Regions from separate parts of the Mus musculus genome. Here region 2 is linked to region 1. The links are chromatin contacts, called in public Hi-C maps. All regions are on one chromosome and are shown on one strand. Each heading gives the region's core, a stretch centred on a gene start, on an enhancer-like site or on the middle of the called end of the contact. The rest is flanking DNA. Distances are from core to core; before and after follow the strand shown.

What was found. A called contact is a pair of places that touch in the nucleus more often than the background predicts.
Region 2: a contact with region 1 is called in a Hi-C map of nephron progenitors, with 2.1 times the contacts expected there. The contact joins two enhancer-like sites. A contact is called at or near these places in 2 of 484 Hi-C or Micro-C datasets (both in nephron progenitors).

What each region holds. Positions count from the first base shown.
Region 1 is chr13:90,167,635-90,174,870 of GRCm38.p6, reverse strand. No RefSeq gene overlaps it. Among named protein-coding and RNA genes, the nearest start is that of Gm41013, 8.3 kb to the right of the region's middle. Within about 2 kb of position 3,215, at least 15 of the 459 cell types and tissues checked have an H3K27ac peak or open chromatin away from gene starts, as enhancers often do. A contact at or near this core is called in nephron progenitors, where this site is marked.
Region 2 is chr13:90,518,325-90,525,171 of GRCm38.p6, reverse strand. All of the region lies in intron 1 of Gm35111 (a long non-coding RNA gene), which reads left to right. Among named protein-coding and RNA genes, the nearest start is that of Gm35111, 27 kb to the left of the region's middle. Within about 2 kb of position 3,666, at least 29 of the 459 cell types and tissues checked have an H3K27ac peak or open chromatin away from gene starts, as enhancers often do. A contact at or near this core is called in nephron progenitors, where this site is marked.

The DNA.
Region 1 (7,236 bases), core at 1,966-4,465:
GAATTGGGAACAAAACACCGATGGAAGGAGTTACAGAGACAGTTTGGAGCTGAGACGAAAGAATGGACCATCTAGAGACTGCCATACTGGGGGATCCACCCCATAATCAGCTTCCAAACGCTGACACCATTGCAGATTACCATCTTGAAGTGAACATTAAGAAATAAGAAATATGTACTCACTGATAAGTGGATATTAGCCCAAAACCTAGGATACCCAAGATATAAGATACAATTTCCTAAACACATGAAACTCAAGAAAAATGAAGACTGAAGTGTGGACACTATGCCCCTCCTTAGAAGTGGGAACAAAACACCCTTGGAAGGAGTTACAGAGACAAAGTTTGGAGCTGAGATGAAATGATGGTCCATGTAGAGACTGCCATATCCAGGGATCCACCCCATAATCAGTATCCAAACGCTGACACCATTACATACACTAGCAAGATTTTATCGAAAGGACCCAGATGTAGCTGTCTCTTGTGAGACTATGCTGGGGCCTAGCAAACACAGAAGTGGATGCTCACAGTTAGCTAATGGATGGATCACAGGGCTCCCAATGGAGGAGCTAGAGAAAGTAGCCAAGGAGCTAAAGGGATCTGCAACCCTATAGGCGGAACAACATTATGAACTAACCAGTACCCCGGAGCTCTTGACTCTAGCTGCATATGTGTCAAAAGATGGCCTAGTCGGCCATCACTGGAAAGAGAGGCCCATTGGACAAGCAAACTTTATATGCCCCAGTACAGGGGAACGCCAGGGCCAAAAAGGGGGAGTGGGTGGGTAGGGGATTGGGGGTGGGTGGGTATGGGGGACTTTTGGTATAGCATTGGAAATGTAAATGAGCTAAATACCTAATAAAAAATGGAAGAAAAAAAAGAAAATCACAAAAGGATTAAGACGATAGATGCTGTACAGATTATATATAGAAAAATTAAAGTCTTAACATAATTAAAAAAAAAAGAAATAAGAAATGCCAACATGAGACAGAGGAGATGGCTGTGTCAACATAGTGCTTGCTATGCAAGGATGAGAACACCCAGCACCCATGTAAAAGACCTGGGTAAGCTGATGCATGCCTGCAATCCCAGAATTGGAGATGTGAAGATAGGGAGATCCTGTGGCTTAGGCTGGGTAACTAGGCAGTCTAGTAAAGTCAGCAAGCACTGAGTTCTGTCAGAGATCCTATCCCAAAAAGTAAAGTGGGGAGGAAGATTGCTTACATCAATCAACCTTTGGTATCCACAGACAGACAGGCAGACACACAGACACACACACACAGGTGATGGTGATGAATATGTTCTGAGAAGAGATTAAGTGCTATTCACTATAATATGGTATAGAAAACTGTGAGTCTACTCTCTGTTTCAAGACCATAACTGTTTAGCTAAGTAATTTGATAATAGCTGAGGCAGTCTTCCATTTTCCATGGTAGTCACTGTGGTACCCGTGACAATAATTGCTTCTCTGTCACTAACAATTTTCATAATGGAGACCAATAACTAGTCTGAATAAAAACAACTTTGAACATGTACTGCCTGAACATGTATGCTGAATAGAGCTGGTGTCCATCCCAGCTTGGACTTACAGTCTATGGCACCCTCAAGACTATATTCTGCTTGCCCCTGAGCATGAACGAAGGGCTCCTGCATTCAAGCAGTGACTGTCACCCCCAGTCCTGCTCTGAGCAACACTGATGGAACCAAAAGCAACATTTAATTATCTATGAATTTTAACTACCTTGGAAACTTTACCTGTGGGTTTTGTCTGTTTACCTCAAGAAATGAAAATGCTTCTATGCTCATTGTGCAGACATTTCCATTTCTGCATTCTTCCTGTCTCAGGAAGGAAAAGAAACTAACACCAAAGTACCACTGTTGCCCAAGGCCTCTGTCCCCAAGGCCTTTCTGTTAAACACCCATATTAGCACCTTCTCCCCCTATTTATTTATTCCTTTCTCTCCCCTGAAATTTGATGTTAAAACCTGCTGTTTATGTCACTCCATATAAATGATCCAGGATTACCCAGGGACAGGTATTCAGGAGACTTAAAACTATGTCCATAAAGGAATAAATATCTTCTAAATGAATATTTACATCTTTAAATTAGACCCCAGAACTTTAAGTCATCTATGTGATGGTTTATTCATAGTTTCATAGTTAAGGCAAATCTTTAAAATAATTTTTTATATATGAAGAAGTTTCATGCTATGAATTATAAATATTCATTATAAATATATATTACAATTAAAATTCTTAGTTCGTATCTTCCTCATTTACATATTGAGAAGAGGCTCAGTGGTCTTCATGAGTCTGAGAAGCCATGGTTTTATAGCCACATAGAAGCTAGTGAATAAATCTTTTATTAATTTTATTTTGTCTGTGGGGATTATTGTCTGCTTGTGCTTATGTACAGTGCATGTAGAGTACAGAAGAGAACATCAGAACCCTTGGAACTGGAGTTATGGGTAGTTGTGAGCTACCATGTAGATACTGAAAACTAAACTCAGCTAGCAATGTTCTTAACTGCCAAGTCACCTCCTCAGCCTCCACCATGTAGATGATTTCAAAATATAGTCTGTGACAGTATAGTTGCAATGGGACTGTAAGTTATTTGTGTGGGTTATGTTTGGTTGCTTGAGACCTGGTCTACATGATGCCCAGGCTGGCCTTGAACTTAATAGGTCACTGAGGCTGGATTTGAACTCCCAGCCCTCTGCACTGCTGAGATTATGGTCATATCCCATCATGTTCTACCCTTGCTAGTGGATTATTAACAAGTTAATCACTTCTTTATTAAAATTCAAATTAAAAGTACTTGTTTGTTGATTCAGCCTCTGAGATTCCGTAGGGTTAGGCTTCATAACACAAGCATGTTTTCATTTTTCATCCTAAGCTTATAGAAAATTCTTCTTTATTCTGCTCAATCTCACCCACTATCATTTCCTTTTATTCATTACTCAGGCAAGATAAATCATGTGTCCTATCTCATATATTGTTCTGATGAGAATTGTCTTTTTACTATGGTCTCAAACAAGACACCATGGATACCTTGACCTGCATGGCAAAGATTCTGTGCTGAGAATGATGTTGTGAGTCATTCATATATGCTGATTTACTTTCCATGTGGAACCACTCTCTTCAAGTAACCACCACACATCTGTGGTGGGCCCATTGGCAGGCTGTGTAAGCAAAACCTTGAATCCAGGAGAAGACTGGATTCCACAGGGGCAGCCAGGATGGGCACATTTAGCATCCTCTGGCAGCATTGGCTCACTCCTTCCTGTCTGAGTCTCTAAACATGTGCTTTAATCATTCCAGCTCACTGACTCATGAAATGTAAACACAAAGGTGATAATTAGTTAGAAGGGCATAGTCCTTTCTTGCAAGTTGAATGCACCTTCCTGCTAGAATTTCACTCTCAGAAAAGACATGTAATACCTGACACTTGAGTTTGCCTTGGTTCAGTTTTCCTCAAGCTTGATACTGCTGGCTTCAGATTCATAATATTTTGCTTGGATTTTCAACTGTATTCAAATCTGCATAACTTCCACAACCAGCTGAGACAAACCAGATGAAGAATTTCAACCACATATATTCACCATGTCCAATTATTTCTATTTCTTTCCTTTTTCCTTTTTTCTTGCTTCTCTTTTTTCTTTTTTTCTTTTTTCTTTTCTTTTCTTTTCTTTTCTTTTCTTTTCTTTTTTTTTTTTTTTTTTTCTTTTTTTTTCCCCATTTTGGTTTCTGGTTTCCCATCTGTGTGGCTTAGTTCCTGTGAGGCCAGATTTAGAAATGGGTGGGAAACTATTGCCTAACTTAAGGAGTGTTAATCATTTCCCCTTAATAGAAGTAACATTTTTATTGCAGCTTTAGTGATGGAATCTTTTCCTGAGGCATGAAACAATAACAAAATCCCTCTTACATACCTGTCTCAAAAGAATTCTAATCTGTCTGGGAGGCAGCCACCCCTGAAGGATGCTTAGGCTGTTCTCAGAGGGTTGGCACACTTGGGGATATGCTAAAGATATGCAGAAGTTTAAGTAACTTCCCAATCATCCGCGGTGAAAGAAGAGACACTGACTTCAAGCATTTGGAGTTCTGGTTCTGGTCTGCATTTTGTCAGGTGTGACTTTATAGCAGGCAGCATTTATTTAAATTTACCAAGCCTTTTATATTCATTCTGCGGAATGCCTGCAATGTTGCAATTTGCAGACTAATTTAAACCAAGACACAGAGAGGGCAAGTGAGCAGCTGGAGTCCACACAGCTAGCTGTTTGCAGAACCAGATGCTAGCCCCGGGTTTTCTTTCCTGTCTCAGATTCTACTGCCATCTACACTATGAGGATATTTTTCCTTTACAGAGTTTGTGTTTTGATTTATCTTAATCTGAAAAATGAGGTGATTTAGCTAAACCTCAAAAAAACCCTTTGATCTTGAATACCCTATGATCTTATAATTGAGTGCTATCCTCAAATTTGGGGAGAATACAATTTGGTTCAGTTCAGCCCAAACAATACACATATTTATAAAATAAAGTTGAGAAGCAGTGGGCCAGGAGTGGTATGAGATTAAGGTCTGGTATTAATCTGGGAAAGCTTCCGGACTAAAAGGGTTTCATCTGGTGCAGGCAGGAAGAGCTGTGATGTTGGTTGGCAGACGGGAGGGACTCAACTCAAGCCTCTTCAGAGCTCTAGCAACAGAGGATTCAAAAGGAAAGGCCATTAGCAGGGCCTCCTGATGGAATGACAGGCTCTCAGCATCAAGCATCTTACTGAGGAAAATAAAAATGGGCCTCTAGCTCAGAGCCTTTCCTTTCTTGGGAATTCATACATCATTGACTGGCTGATTGCCTGACTAAGGTGACCTGAGCTGCAGAGTTGCTTTGAAGCTTACAGTTAACAAGCTGTAATTGAGTAACTGTCCAAAGATTCAAATGCATGGAAAACCATGAAAGAGTAACGTTTCCATGTTTCCGAGTTTGCCAACATACGGTTTTCTTTCTCCTGTGCACTTTGTCCCTCTCTGAATTTATAACATGTACATCAAGATGTACTCTAACTGTTCATAATTAACACTTAGCATGTTTTTTCCAAAATATTGGCAATGTTAGCAAATGTTGACACTGTATCTTTTCTAGTCTGCTAGGGATAAAGTACCCATATTGAAAAATCATCTCTCTTTTTCACTCAGTTTGAGACCTTTTTAAAGAAGGGAATTCTAAGATTTGCAGGGTCACTGTGAGTGGAACAGCTGAAGATATACGTGCAGGCTGAGGAACTAGAGTAGAACTCTATACAGTGAGCTCTCTGTATCTTTCCTCTGACATGGAGCTAATGGGAAATGCAATTTTGAACTTATAAAAACAATTCTATTTAGAGGTTGTAAAGATCCTTCAGTCAGTGAACTCAAGCTCTCATCCATGTTGAAAAATGTAGCATGGCAGCATGTGTTTGTAATCCTACTACTAGGGAAGCTGGAAGGGCCCCTCTCCTGGGTTCACTGGCTTAAGCCAAGATTGACCTGAGGTCTACAAACATAGATTTATTCATTTGCATATGCACACACCCCAACAACACATGAAAATACACACACAGGTGAGGAGGCATACATACTCATGCACACACCTATCTTATACATGCACCTACCCATGCATGCACACACCCATGCATGCACACACCCATGCATGTTCATACATCATCAAATAAATAAAAATAAAAATAATTGTATATACTAAAGTGCCAGAACCTATAGCTAGACACTTTCTCTGTATGATCTTTAATTTTTACAGTACCTCTTTAAAATAAAGATTTCGAAATCAGAGTGGTTCATTTACACGCCACACCAGGGCTATAGCACTGGTCAGCTTGACACAAATGCCCTGCTTCTTCCAATCTACACTTCTAAGAAACATGTATGGGTAATTAAATATTGGAGTTTTTAAACAAGTTAAAGGCATGCTACCTAATAACTATGTTGAAATATCTTTAGTCATGCACATTCACATGAAATTTAAATGTAATGGCAACTTTGGGGTAGTGAGTTAATGGGTTAGGATTTTAGGAATAGATGGACTTGCAAATACATATATGAATGTATCTATATTATACACACACATATATACATATATAAACATATATATACATATATGAATGTATCTATATTATATGTATATAATCTTGATACATATATATAAGTACTCACGAAAATACATGTATATGTATGTATATACACATACATATACACACACATATCAAGAGAGTTAAAGGTGCTGATTAATGAGACCTTTTCGCAAAGAAATACATGCAACTTTGTGGTGAGGAATTATTAGGATGTGCAGAGCCCTTTGCACTCAGTAATTGCCACCTCAGAAGCTGGAGGGCTTGCATCATTGGGCTGCCACCTACATTTGGACAGTAGGTTTGTTGCAGCTCCCATTTGTGGCGCTGATTTACTTGACTTGGGAAAAAGAACAAAAAATTCAGAACATAATATGGGGGAAAGAACAAATTCAAGTCAACATCCTGGGTTCTTGCCCACTTTCAAAAATATCCCTTTATTTTTCTCACTATAACATGAAATGAGAAGCTTTAAAAGTAACAGGGGAAAAAAAAAGATGCATGAGACCAGAGGGGTCTAGATGGGACTAACAGGAAAGAGACAGGGACAAGAGAAGATAAAGAGAAGTGAACATGATTGAAAATACATTGCAGACTTGAATGAAATTGTCATGAAACTCATTTATGTATAATTAATATGTACTAATATAAAAAGATAAAAGAGGTTGGCTGGCAATTTTCATGGAAGAACTGTTGGAACTACATACACATACGTCTGTATAGATGGCTTTCCATCTCAGCTTCCCGGGTTGTATGCTTGCCACTGGCTACATACTAACTTGCCCTGCACACTTTGTAATTACCATGGCTTCCATTTGATCCCCTCCCCCCTCACCCCCCAGATCTGCACATCACCAGCATTGGAGTCAAAGGTCTTTTCTCATTGATCTTGTATTTAGCTCTGTCTTGGGAGTGGTGTGTAAAGGGTTCCCTGGTGAGGACTCATGCTGCCACATAAGCAGATAGTATCTTTTCTCCTTACTGTGTCAAGGATTCAAATGCAATACAACTTATCATGAGAATCTGGTGACTCTGGTTGGTAAATCTCACGAGTGATGAAACAGTGGAACAGTCAAGTCTGCCTTGGCCTCTGTCTGTTATCCATCCTGATTGTTAGGT
Region 2 (6,847 bases), core at 2,417-4,916, 350 kb before region 1:
TCTATCTGGAAGTGTTAACAATAGTTGAATAGCTAAAGTAAGTTTTAGAATGGATAAAGAAGAAAATTTTACACTATTTTTATAATTTCCAAAGTTACAATGTCAATGTAAATTAATATAAACATAGATAATCTAGATCACAATGACTTGATATAGTACAAATAAAATGTGTATATGTATTTGTGAGTGATATACTGGTGAAAATGGTCAACTGATTTTTGAGAAAGTTGATAATTTAGTAGGAAAGAACAAATTTTCAACAAATGTTAGAATATTTGGATAAAAACGCAAACTAAATACACTAGAGGAATATCACCATGAAAAATGCAATGGTCCTAAACCTAAGAGCTAAAACCTCAATGCTTCCAGAAGAAAGCAGAAGAATCCTTTGTGATATAAGTAAGAAAAATCATTTAAGAAATAATATAAAAAATGAAATGAAATAGATAAGTTGAACTTCAACAAAATTAAATCTTTTGCCTTTCAAAGGGAGTGGTTTTGAAAAATGAAAGGTGAAGAATACTTGAAAGACACTATTTTTAAAAAATCTATCTGATGAAGGTTGTATATCCAGCATATATAAATAATGCTTCATGTCAATTATAACTTAAAATTTCAACTTAATTTAAAGGTTAGGAAATTAGAAAGAAATAAGAGATACAAAAGAAAAATAATCTCATCAAAATATGCTTGATGTCAGGCATACTAGGTCACCCTGGTATCTTATCAGGCAAGAAACAAAATAATATAGGTTTTGAATTTGAGGTTAATCTGGGCTACAGAGTAGTAGATTGTCTAAAAGCACAAACAAACAAAACCTCAGCATCATTACAGAAATGCACATTAAACTATAATAGAATATTCTAAGGTACTAGAACAGCTGAAGTTAAAAAGACTTAAAATGGTAGGCACCTTGGATAAAACTAGGTAATTTCTTTAAAAGTCAAATACTTAGTGCATGTACATCTCCAAGAGAAATGAAACCTATCTCCACATCAAGATGTGGTCATAAATATTCATAATATTTTCTTTCATAATAACCGAGACTCAACAGTAATATATCCATCCATACATTGGGATATTATTCAACAAGAGGAACAGAATACAACATGGATAACTCTCAAGCATAACCCTGAGTGAAAGAAGCCAGACACAAAAGAATGGACACTATGTGATTTCATGCTGTGGATAGGGATATGATGTCCTGCCCAGAGACATATGTGTTGGTAGCTCAGTCTCCAGTGTGGCAATGTTAACAACTTGTACTATCAGAGTTCTGACATAGTGGGAGAACACTAGACTGCAGAGTACAATGACCCCCAAAAGGGATTAAGGCAACTCTCATGAGATCCAGCGTTAGTCCTGAGGACACAGGGTGTTAATAAAAGAATGAATTTAAATCCTCCCTTTTCTGGCTTCCTGTCTTGCTATGTAAACTAGACCATCCACCTTCTTTGTGCTCTCTGGTATGTCATCTATATGAGGTATAGATACAATAGTGCCCTTGCTAAAGTTGACACTATGCTATTTGAATTTTCAGGATTCAAAACTATGATTTAATCAGTTTTCTTCACGAGTTTTCTAATGTTAGATATTTCCTTATAAAATCCTATAACTAGGAGGCCTATAGAATTCTAAGATCAACTGTTGTCTATTTGCCACAACCAAAGAATGAACATCAACCAGAAAAGTAGTTTTGTTTTGTTTTTAAAATGAGATGATTTGAACAAAGTGGTAGTTACAAAACTGTGAACTACATAGATTTGGCTACAGAGATTAAATTAGTGAATTTATTGAGTCTGGATAAAGTTAGGCTGGTTTTAAATAAAGAACCAGAAGGCGTGGCTGATTTCAGTTCTAAGCAAGGGAAAGTATGGAGTAGGTCCAAGATACACTTTTGTGCCTGCCAGAAACAAAGAAATATGTAGCAAACAATGCTCTGTATCAGAAGGAGAGTGAAGCCAATTTGTAGAGGTCTCACTGAGTTGTCTGAAGATACCTTTAGGACCCAAAATAATTACATAATGGATTGTAATCAATTGGTGAGAGTAAGAATCAATAAATCCCTACTGTCATGAATAGATCCATGAAGTAATATATCAGCAAGAGCAAAGGGAAAGTTCTCAATAGTTAAACACTGTTAAAATATAGAAATGATGGCATCATATATCATCAATAGGCAGTAAAAGGGGAAATTTTTATGTCAGGAGGATTACACATTCCTAACATGTTCCCTCCCCATACCTCTTAAATATAAAGTTAAAATAGTATTCATAATGGAGAAAACTGGCCACCTCACACAAGTGATCACAGACAACGATTGAGATAGGAAAGAAGTACCAACAGATTTGGAAGGCTGAGATACCATGGAGGAGATGAACTCTGAACTGTGCAGGGAGGTAGCTGGGCGTGGATTAGACAACGATGACAGTGGAGGCATTGAGGCAGAAAGTGCAGCAAGTACAGAGGGATGTGGGATAGAAGGATGGATGTTTGCAAGTTTGCTTTGAGTGACAGAGTAGATGCAAGAGGAAGGGCGGTAAGAGATGAGGAAAAAGAAGGGCCAGGATGAACCAAGAGACTTCTCAATGATAGGAGGTAAAGATATTTCCTTGCATCTTCAAGATGAAAACTTTAGACAGTACTCAATAGACTGAAAAATCTACACTCGGAAGGCAATTTTATGGTTGGAAATGTGATTTTAAGGTTTCCTTTTTATGATGTGTTTTTTACATGGTGTGTGTGTGGGGGGGGGGAGTGGGGTGGGGTGGGAGGGCTTGAGTGCATGGGGATGAGGTTGAGGGCAACTTTGAGGAGTTTGTTTTCATTAAATCATAGGTTACTAGTATTGAACTCAGGTTGTTAAGCTCATCTTCCAGGTGTTAAAATGAGTAGTTTCCTTGTAAAAATAACAGCAACAACAAAACTCTAAACAAAACCAAACCCCAAATGGAACAGAAGAGTCTAGGTGAGGGTATCTGGCTAATCCTTTTGAAAGTACAGTTGTTGGTGAAGCCAGAGTCTGATGGCGTCTCCCAAGGGGCAGGGAGATCTGGAAGCAAAAAGGGTGTGAGCAGTCATCAGTAGTTACAAAACACCAAGAGGAGCCAGAGACAAAGTAACAGCTCCAAACAAACAAACCAGGGCAATGTGGGAGGACACAGAGAGAACAAGATAGGAACTACAAAAAGGCAACAAAACAAAAGTCATCACTTTCACCCCAGATGAAATCGCCCTGGGTAGTACCCACTGCCTGACCTCATCTGCAGCTGTTTTTTCAATGTCCTGTGCTAAGGTGAAGGGGCACACTGGCCCCTTTCTTTACGTTTGTTTTTATGGGTCTTCCTCCTACCGGCTGGTATCTGAGCCCTTTTCTGCTTTAACTACATCTGATATTATAGATGTTCCTTAGGGATTTCCAGCTCAGGTTTCCTGTTACTAGAAAACAAAGTTAAATGTTTCAATTATACATGGTACTAACTGCAGCTGGCTGTGACTTATTTTGAAAGAAGACTGACGGGAGGGTGTGGAAAAATCCTTAAAACTTCTAAGAGTCTGTAGTCATGTGAAACTTCAAGAGTTTCAAGCAGTTGAAAGAACAAGCCTGTTGTTTGTTAGGGTGGCAAGGACACATGGCTCCATTTATGTCCCTAGATAGCCTGTAGTGTAGGGCTGAGGTTAAAAGTTTAGTCTTCTGATAAAACAGGTGATTCAAACACTACCCCAGATGGAGGGCACAGCCAGATAGCCTCGCCAGACCATTTCTGGTTTTTACAAGGAGACTAGTTATTCATTTACTTAAAGAGGTTTGTCATTTCTCAACTTTTTTTCTGAATAGGTTTGCTTAACAAAGCCATAATCAGTATACAATTTGTATCAACTCTGTGCTACTCACTTTTGAGGGACAGAACTTTGAAAATGACACAATCTAAGACCACAAGGAACTTCCAGTGTAACAAGGGCAGACAGTCATCTGTATATGTGTGCTTTGTGGGAAAGAGTGGAACTGAGATCATGGGAGAGACTGGAAAAGAAATCTTATCTCAATGTGTTCCATTACAGCCAGCCGTAAACAGCACATCAGATAGCTAGGTTTGGGTTGTAATGGCAAAGGGCCTTTGAATAAGAGGCACTTTGCATTTGAGCATGATCTCAACTAAGAGTTCAAATGCACGAGACAGAAAGAAGGACTAATATTTGAGGTAGAATAAATTACATTTCTCTCTGCCCCGTTCTCAAGGTAAAGAGAATAGGAGTTTCTTAAAAATATGGTAGTTGCACAGAGAGGCTCCAATACTCTGGTGGTCTGTGAAACTATTGAGACTTCTAGCTTGAATTTTTCTATACACATAGAAAACTCTGGAAAATTCAGACATCATATTTTTAACAGTCGCCTAAGTAGCACTTATTCTGTACAAGGCAGTGCTCCAAGTGACTTATAAATAATAACGCGGTGCCCTTAATAAACCTGGAAAGCTTTATTATTCCCATTCTTCAGCTAAAATCCGAGACATAAAGAGGTTAAATAATTTGCCTGAGTCATATCTGTCTTTTTATTTTATTGAAAGCTCTCAGGGGTAGTACAGCCTAAAATGCAGGGAATGAAGAGAGTTCAAATCTCTCTGATGGTTCTCCAGGTGGTTGGGTCCTCAGGATCAGAACACTGGTCTTGTCTTCTCTGCATTTCCACCCACATCTGTGTGATCTGTAGTTTCTATTGATTGTTTCTAAATTATCTCAAAGCACTACTGACAGACTTGGCAAGCAGGGTTTCCAACCCTGTCTCATTCTTCAGGTATCTGATGTTTTAGAGCATCTTCCTCAATTCTTTTGTCTTTTGAGTCTTAAGCTTAAGTCTATTCGTGCTGTTGGTGATTATGCTCCAACACTAGCTTATGTTCTTGGTTCTCTTCAGGGGACTGTGTGATCCTCCGTGCTAGCACAGGACAATGTGATGATTCTCTGAGGATCTTCTTCCTGTGTGGTTATTTGGAAAAGATATGATTTCTGCTTGTCAGTAATTCTTTCCTGAGACTATACAAGCATGATGACGATAAGCTCGTCTGTGCTGCGATGGTTTGAATGAGGATAGTCCTTAAAGGTTCATATGTTTTGGTCTCCAGTTGGTCAAACTCTTTGGGAAAGTTTAAGAGGTGTGGACTTGTTGAAGGAAGTGTGTCCCTAGGGCTGTGTTTGAGGTTTTAAAAGCTCACACCACCCCTAGTTCTCTCTCTCTCTCTCTCTCTCTCTCTCTCTCTCTCTCTCTCTCTCTCTCTCTCTCTCTCTCTTTCTCTCTCTCTCTCTCTCTCTGCCTCATGATTGATTATTGTCTCAACATGTAAGCTTTCAGGCACTGCTTTAGTGTGAAGCCTGCCTGTCTGTTGCTATGCTTCCTGCCATGATGGTTATGAACTCATCATCCTCTGAGATTGTGACCTTCAATAAACTTTATCTTCTACAAGTTGCTTTGGTTGTGGTATCTTATCAGGGCAATAAAAAAGTAACTCCCACTCACAGAATACATAGGATGAAATCTTGCTGCTGATCCATCACCAAGCATGTAGGAGTCACACGACCTTTGTTCACCAGTATTCTGATCCTGGTGCTGGGCCAGGAACGGTAGCCACTGTCTTTTATATTATATGTTCCCATTGCTAAAACCCAAGGTGGCCCTTAAATCAGTCTAGAGGCTTGTCTAGAACTTGAGGATTACCACTTTTGAAACAACTGAAGACTCGAGGGCAACTGTCTCATAATGCCTGCATCCCTTCCAAATGATATCTCTCCTGTTTCAGTTTTCTATTCAAATGTAGAATTCTCTCAAATCTGTCTTTCGATTTGGTAGATGAAGGATATAGATCTTTTTGCTTGAATGGACAACTTTTTTTAAAATCTCTGTCCATGCCCTTCACCAGCTCTTCTGCTATGTTGGTGTGAAAGTGGTTGAAATGAATCATATTCTAGAAATGTAATGATCATGGACTAAGGCATTCAAGAGAGGATTGTTCTATGCATAATCATGAGATTACAAATGGAAGACTGAAAATAACAATAAGCCTTGGTCTTCCAGCTCTGCCTTCTCAGCACAGCCCACCTGTATGCACCACCATGATAACCTACTTGACCAGAATCTACATTTTCCCACAGTTCTGGCTGGGACTTGCACTAGTAACAACGGGGCACTAATATTTGAAAGTCACTGAAATCCATTATTTTCAGGAAACACTATGGGTAATTCAGTATTTTAAATGATTGTGTAAGAGCATGTGACAAATCATGTTAGGAGCCAAGGGGCAAGAAAAGCCAAGCTGCTTTAAAACAGAGGCTCAGAGAGCCATGGCATTGTGTTTGAAGGACATTGTACTTTCTCTTGATAGAAAATAGAATTGTTTGAAACAGTGTTTGAGGCACAAAAAGAGGTGGTTCCGAGACTATCAGACAAACAACAACCCCACCCCCCAAATTCTCACTCATTTCCACAAAAGTAGATAATAGGTAAACGAATGTTCCTTGCATACATGCTGTGCTTTCTTCCCATTCATCTTCTCCTTGAATATATCTGCTGATTTCATCTGTCTGTCTGGGAGTTACTCTGTTCCTTTAAACATCACTTCCCCTCTTCATTGCTCTCTGGTAGAGTACGGATCTCTCTCTTCATTCCATCCTTTCAGGCTGTACCACAGGCTACCTTTGTGACTCCATCTCTTAGGCGGGACTTGCTGTACATCTGAAACACAGAACTTCTGGCTGCTCCTCAGCATTTCTGACTCTTCTTGTTCCACATTTGGTTTTAATATCCCTGCCCCACTTCTGTCTCTTCCATTTTTCTCCATTAAAATCATACCCG